Regions from separate parts of the Pan troglodytes genome. Here region 2 is linked to region 1. Evidence: chromatin contacts called from public HiChIP or PLAC-seq data. All regions are on one chromosome and are shown on one strand. Each heading gives the region's core, a stretch centred on a gene start, on an enhancer-like site or on the middle of the called end of the contact. The rest is flanking DNA. Distances are from core to core; before and after follow the strand shown.

Region 1 (3,624 bases), core at 792-3,291:
CACCCCTCCACCCTGCACGGCCTGAACCCTTGCTGTCCTATGGAAACATAGGGTGAGTCCACATGCAATTCCATATTTACCGGGAGCCACGTTAGAAAAGCAGAAGTAGGTGAAATACAGACTAACTTTATATTTTATTTAACCCAACATAACCAAAATATTATTTCGACAAGTCTTCAACATAAAAAATTATTCATGAGCTGCCCCGCCTCAGCCCTCTGTCCTCTGAGAAAGTCAGGAAAGGCAGAAACTTAACAGGGAGGCTTCACCTGCAGAGCCCAGCTCACCCAGTGAAGCTATGCTGGCCCAGAGGGAGTTACACAATGAAAAGAAGAAATTCTGAAACAAAGTATCTACATGGGCCCAGAGGAACTTCAAAAGTGAAAGGATGAAATTCTGAAGCAAAGTATCTTTAGGAGGGAGATGCCACTCACTCAGTGCAGAGAAAGGCCCAGCTACTGCTGTCAGGACACGGACCCCTGGGCGCTGGAGAGCGTGCTCTGGAAAGCAGTCACCGCACACAAATAAGACATATGAGATGGAAAAGCAGCTGCCCAGGACTGTCGGCTGTCACCCCTGGGTGGGGAAATTATGGGTGCTGTCTGTTACCTTTTCAAGTATATCTTTATGTTAAAAAACCATTAATTTAATAAAATTGTTAAGTGAGATATTTTACATTATTTTTCTTCCACCAAGTCTTCTAAATCTGTGTATTTTACACTACCAGCACCTTCCAATTCCGACAGCCACGACTGCCCAGCCCTTGCGTGTGGCCCGTGGCCCCCACTGGTCAGCACAGGTGGGTCTGAAGGCACCTGTCGGGGTCTCTGCTGGTCGGAGCCAGCACACAGGGGCTGAGCGACACCGACGGCCCAAAACTGTCTGGTACTCGGTGTCGTCCCAGTCCTCACACACAACGTGAGCACAGCGGGACAGGTGTAACCCCCCCAGGTGTGGCAGCTGAGGTTCAAGAATGGAAGTGACCCCCAAGCTTGGAGACAGTAGGGTTTCAACCCAGGTGTGTCTGGGGTCCTGCACGGTGACCCATGCCCCAGGCAGGCTCATTCCTGAGTCTCCAGGTGGCTCCCACAAGGAGTTAGGGAAGGAGGCCTCCAGGCCGGCTGTGACCCCTGACCCCGCACTTGCCCACCAGGAGACATTCCAGCCTTTCAGTTCTTCAGACCTTAGGGACACCTGACCTTCGCTCAGCATTCTCCAGGGGACAGAGACAGCCGTCAGGTAAGACTGGAGCCCAGCGGGGGGACCCGGCGGCCCGAGGTGGCGGGAGTGATTCCTAGGGCGACGCAGCTCTCAGGCAGGGCGGCAGGAGCAGCCTCTTCCTGCCTTTGGGGAGGCCACGCTGCGCGCCCACCTTTCCCAAGAGTAGAGGGCGGGAAAGGTCAGACGGGGGAGGCAGGGCCCGGTAGCACGCCGGCCACCCACCTGCCAGGGAGGACGCTGTCCCGGTCATGCAGCACAGTGGCAGCGCATGTGGTGATCGGTGGCCGCCGAGACCCCACGCCTGGACCCCGCGGCCACTCCCCGAGGGGCCTCCCCCTCCCCGCACGGGGATACCCCCCGTCCCCTTCCCCTCCTCCTCCCCGCGCGGGGCCTCCCCCCTTCCCCAAGGGGCCTCCCCTCACCTCTCCCCCCACCCCGCCCGCCCTTCCCCCACCTCGCTCCTCCCTCCATCCGCCCCTCCCCTCCCCGCCCCCCACCACGACCCCGCCCCACCCCGGCCCTGCCCCGTCCCACCGCCCGCACTCACGTCGTCCATGAGCAGGAGCAGGATGTTGGGGGGCTGCGGGGCGCCCGAGGCCCCCATCCCCGCGGCGCTGAGCACCAGCAACAGCCGCCACCACCTCGTCGCCGCGACAACCGCCGCCATGGCAACCACGGGAGCCGCGGAGCCCCGGCCAGCGAGCCGACCTAGCGAGCGTCCGCCGGCCCTTCCGGCTGGGCTGCGGGGCGGGGCCTGGACGGCCACGTGACTCGCGGGGCGGGGCCAGAGTCCGCGGAGGGACGGGAGGCGGGGCCTGGACTGCCTCGTGACCAGCGGGGCGGGGCCTGAGCCAGCTGCGTGCGGATGGGGCGGGGCTGGGGAGGCCGCGTGACCAGCGGCGGGTCAAGTGACGCGGTGCCTGGCGCCGAGCCTCCCAAGATGGCGGTGTGCATCGCGGTGATTGCCAAGGAGGTGCGTACGCGCGGCGTGGGGCGTCCGGGCTCGCACCATCCTCGGCTCTCCGCTTTCTTCTTCTTCCCTGGGCCTAGAAGGCACCTTAGGAAATGGGATCTGGAGGAGGCCTTCGCCGAGCTCCAGCGGTCAGGGGCTTCGCGGTGGACGAGCCGCCAGGCAGACCCTGACTGAGACCCCAGTTCCGCGCTCGCCCGTCCCGCTGCTGAACGCACCCCTCGGCGCACCAGGTCTCCTCCCCGCCAGGACCCACCAGAAACCTAGGTGGTCCCGGGCACTACCTCCGTCCTCAGCAGGTTCTGCCCGTTCTCCCGTCCAGCGCTGGTTCCCCGCGGACGGCGACCCCGGCCCTCCTGCCAGTCTCCCCGGAGCCGAGTTAAAAACAAATCGGATCCTGTCACGCCTCTGCCTGAGACCTCTGCAGTGGCTTCTCGTTGCCTTAGGATGCTGTCTGAATAATCTGCTCTGGGATCCTTTCCCCCCATAACCCTTGGCACCCTCCGCTCCAACCAAACAATTCTGCAGCTCCCTGGACATGCTCTGCCCTCTCACCTCTGGGCCTTTGCACGCGGAACACCTCTCCCCAGCTCCCATCCTCTTTACTGGCCCACATACATTTCAACTGGAAAGCATTTTCTGAAGGCTAAGACTGAGCTGGGTGGCTGCCCACACGCTCCTGCTGCACGGAGCCTTCATTTCCTAGCCAGGGTCTCCCGAGACCAGACTCGAGACCGCTCCCTGCTGGGCGGTGGCTGCTGCTAAGCTGCTCATGGGCTTCTCTCTTGGCCAAGATGATCATTTGCTTGTTTGTGGGTTTATTGACTAGGTATCACTCCCCACGAGGGTAGCGAGGACTCTTGTTCACTGTATTTCTGCAGGACCCAGTGCTGAACAGACACAGGGTAAATGGTGGTGTGTGAAAGACCGAGAAAGAAGCTGTTAATTCTGGGCTTCCAATGATCAGAAATGCAGAGATGAAGGGAATTTGAGCTGAGTCTTGAAGGGTTTAGTAAAAGGGTCACTGTCAAGGTGAAGAAAAGCCAGTATTTAGGGTGCTGTATTTGGGTGAGCCATGCAGAGTTAGAGGTGGGCTGAGGCAGAGTGGCCTCCAGGAGAAGGTGAGAGGCCTGCCCAGGTGCCAGGCTTGATCGGCAGGCTGTGCTCAGGCCCATTTTTCTGATTCATTTTTTCTTTTCTGCCCACCCTACTGCTGCTGCTTTGCAAACGACACATAAATCTCCTTAGGTTAGTTGGGATCCCCTGAAGGCCGTGCCCACTGCGGCATGGAGAATGAAGCGATGGGCCTTAGAGCATGGGAATGCGTTCCCCGGGGGGCTGCAGGTCACGGCTCTGCAGCATAGTTGAGAGCTGGTGTGCGCTGGGTGGAGTCTTGTCCTTTCAGTCGCCGTCATGCTTTCTTGCAGAATTAC
Region 2 (3,624 bases), core at 453-2,952, 250 kb after region 1:
CCTGCACAGCTGCCCACACATCGTACATTTGGGCCCCAGCTCCAACTGAGCATGAATGGCCTTCAGCAAGCTCCAGCCTTTCAGCCTCCACACCTTTGTCCATGCTGTCCCCTCTCTGAGGACACTGGTCCTCTATCGCCCCAGGCCCAAATCCTGCCTCTCTTTCAAGGGCCAATTCACATGTTACTTTTCCCACAAAGCATTCCTGAGCCCACCGGGTTGAACTAAGATCATCTTGAATTCTTCCCATTTTGCAATATAGATATTTTATGACAGCGATGATAACTATTTATTGAGCCCAGCCTGGCCAACATGGTGAAACCTCTGTCTCCACCAAAAATACAAAACTTAGCTGGGTGTGCTGGTGGATGCCTATAGTCCCACCTGCCCGGGAGGTTGAGGCAGGAGAATCGCTTGAACCTGGGAGATGGAGATTACAGTGAGCTGAGATTGTGCCATTGCACTCCACCTCGGGTGACAGTGGGACTCCATCTCAAAAATAAATATTTACTGAACAAATGTTCCGTAAATTCCAGGCACTGTCCAGGCACATTCCAGGCACTGTCCTAGGAATGTTACCTGGAATATCTTATATAATTTTTTTTAGATAGGGTCTTACTCTGTCACCCAGGCTGGAGTGCAGTGGCACAATCACAGCTCACTGCAACCTCAAACTCCCAGGTTCACGTGATCCTCCTACCTCGGCCTCCTGAGTAGCTGGGACTACAGGCACGCACCATCATGTCTGGCTACTTTTTTTTGGATTTTTTGTAGAGATGGGGTCTCATTATGTTGCACAAGCTGGTCTCAAACTCCTGGGCTCAAGTGATCTGCCCACCTCAGCCTCTCAAAGTGCTGGGATCACAGGCATGAGCCATCATGCCCGGCCCTTATTTAATTTTTATAACATCCATTAGCAGCAGGTGCTCTTATCTTCAGGTGAGGAACTGAGGCTCACAGAGATGAGTTTCCCAGTATCACACAGCTACTAACTGGCTGAGGCAGTGTATTCGTTCTCTATTGCTGTCTTCAAATTACCGCAAAAACTAGTGGCTTAAACAATGAACATTTATTATGTCACAGTTTCTGTAAATGTGGAATCCAGAAGCAGCCTGGCTGGGTGGCTCTGGCTCGGGGTCTCTCTAGAGGTTGCAACCACAGTGTTGTGGGGCTGCAGCCTCATCTGAAGCTTGACCAGAGCTGAAAGAGCTGCTTCCAAGGCAGCGTCTGCTCTTCACCATGTAGGCCTCTCCACACGCCTGCTTGAGTGACCTCATGATGCAGCAGCCACCTCCCTGAGTGTGTGGTACAACAGGCAGCAAGGAGGAAGCTGAACCACCCCCCCAGAAGTCACACACAGCCATCCCTTCAGCCTCCTGTTGCCAACACAGGGCAGCCCCATTCAGTATGGGACAGACACCAGGAGGCAGGGTCCCCCAGGGCCATCCTGGAGGCCAGCAGCCACGGGCAGGGTCAACCTAGACTCGCCTGACCCCATCGCGGGGCCCTGGGCCTCCACCTTGAGTGGCTGCTGACGAGCAAATCATATATGGGTCCTTCCAGGGGGATCCCTTCCTCCCACCACCACCACTCCCCGGTCAGCTTTCCGCAGAGCCTGCAGTGGGAGGGCAGTGCGTTCACAGCTCACAGAAGCACCTTTGTGAGCAAACACTGCCAGGCAGATCCGTGTTTTCCTTTAATCAAATGAAAAGGTGTGACCCACACGCCCCCAGCAGTTTCCAGGGGGCTCATTCAGGGAGATGTGGACGGAATCCGTGGCGGGGTGGTGATTCCCACCCAGCCTCTGCCAGTTTCCAGGGGGCTCCATTAAGCTGCAGGTATGAATGGAATGGGGAGGGCGATTCCCACCCAGCCTCTGCCAGTTTCCAGGGGGCTCCATTAAGCTGGAGGTATGAATGGAATGGGGGGGGGCGATTCCCACCCAGCCTCTGCCAGTTTCCAGGGGGCTCCATTAGGCCAGAGGTGTGAACGGAATCAGGGAAGGAGGGTGACTGAGTCAGGGAGCGGGGGAGATTGGATCTGGGAGGGGATGATTGAATCGGGGAAGGGAGTGGTGACTGGGTCAGGGAGGAGGGTGGTGATTCCCACCCAACCTGTGCCAGTTTCCAGGGGGCCCCATTAAACCGGAGGTGTGAACGGAATCAGGGCGGGAGTGACTGAATCAGGGAGGGGGGTTGGATCAGGGAGGGGGTGACTGAACAGGGAGGGGGGTTGGATCAGGGAGGGGGTGACTGAATCAGGGAGGGGGTTTGGATCAGGGAGGGGTGATTGAATCAGGGAGGGGGTTTGGATCAGGGAGTGGGGCGACTGAATCAGGGAGGGGTGGTGTTTGCATCAGGGAGCTGGGGGTTTGTGATTCCCACCTGGCCTCTGCCAGTTTCCAGGGGCCTCCAGCTGGGAGGATTTCCTCCGGGAAAGGCTGGGGGTGGACGGGGGCACCTTGGGGCAGGCTGAGCTATGCCCACATTGTCAGGCAAGGAGGTATGGCTGGCTCCTGGAAGGGTCCACGGAAACCACGCACCTCTTGCAGAGGCTGCAGCGGCTGCAGACGCCGTCTGCTCACCGGAGAAACATCCGTTCCGTGAGCATCTGCTTCAGGGGCTGGGGATGGAGATGCTAAAAATGACAGGAGCGAGAAAGAGTAGCAGTTAATATTCACCGACAGCCTCAGTGGTCTGGCTCTCGACTCCTCACCGCACTCCTGAGGTAGGAGCTGTTACTACCCCCTCGTAGTTGCAGGGGAGGGGCAACCCGGAGGAGGAACACAGGGAGCACCCGGCTGGAAGCAGGAGCGGGCTGAGCCGTAAGGACCAAGACATGCAGCATCTCACCCATTCGGGGGCTCCCCCGCCCAAGGCCCCTCCCCAGGGCACTTCTCCTCTGAGGATCGGATCCTGAACTCACAGAACAGGCGAGAGGGCCACAGAGAGCCCCGGGAGCAGTGAGTCCCTGGGGCTCCTAGACCTCCCTAGCTCAAAGCCCTTTCACGTGGGGGCCAGCTCCCCGCCAAGCCAAGGCCCGGAGGCTGCAGTGGGCAGTGCCACAAGGCTGAGCTGGGAGCCAGGCAAGAGCTCTCTTTGGAGGCAGCTGCACCCCCTTCCATGGGGTCCTGCAGACCTTCTTTCCGCAGAGTTGGGGATCCCAGTGCACAGATAACTTCGTGTGCTGATTTTTAAGTTTCAGGTTCTCATTCAACGTAAGACCGTCATATACAATTCCCACGTTTCTATTTGGCGTCATGATTAATGGCTGCAGAGCCGCTCTTATTTGGCCATCTCCCGATTCACTAAAGTCTGTGCTGGGATATCCAGGCTGTTTCCTGATTTGTGGCTGCTGTAAACCACCCTGGCACAAACATCATTGAGGATCCACCTTTGCAGATCATTTGTTCTTTATGAAGGAGTTGGTCTGGTGTTGCATGCAGAAAAGTTTGGTTTTCAGCAGAGGGGGGTGTCATTTGTTCATTGAATCTCACAGCGATGCAAAGAGAGGCATGTCTGGAGGCAGGGGTGGGGGTAAAGGACGCCAAATTCTGGTTTCAAATCCCAGCTCGGCCGCTTTCTAGGTACGTAAGCATGGACATGTGACATCACTTCCCCGAGC

The links. HiChIP or PLAC-seq counts read pairs in DNA pulled down with a chosen protein or histone mark.
Region 2: a contact with region 1 is called in an H3K4me3 HiChIP or PLAC-seq map of stem cell-derived excitatory neurons, with 4 times the contacts expected there. The contact joins the promoter of ACSF3 here to the promoter of GALNS in region 1. A contact is called at or near these places in 1 of 7 Hi-C or Micro-C datasets (stem cell-derived neural progenitor cells) and 1 of 1 datasets of contacts at active chromatin or transcription factors (stem cell-derived excitatory neurons).

The regions. Positions count from the first base shown.
Region 1 is chr18:87,036,078-87,039,701 of NHGRI_mPanTro3-v2.0_pri, forward strand. GALNS (galactosamine (N-acetyl)-6-sulfatase) reads right to left here and starts at 2,042. Exons shown (of 14, transcript XM_024349994.2): 1 at 1,769-2,042. The coding sequence starts at 1,888. It overlaps TRAPPC2L (trafficking protein particle complex subunit 2L), which reads left to right and starts at 2,027. Exons shown (of 5, transcript XM_054669593.1): 1 at 2,027-2,194; 2 at 3,619-3,624. The coding sequence starts at 2,087.
Region 2 is chr18:87,282,464-87,286,087 of NHGRI_mPanTro3-v2.0_pri, forward strand. It overlaps ACSF3 (acyl-CoA synthetase family member 3), which reads left to right and starts at 1,703. Exons shown (of 9, transcript XM_063797966.1): 1 at 1,703-1,838.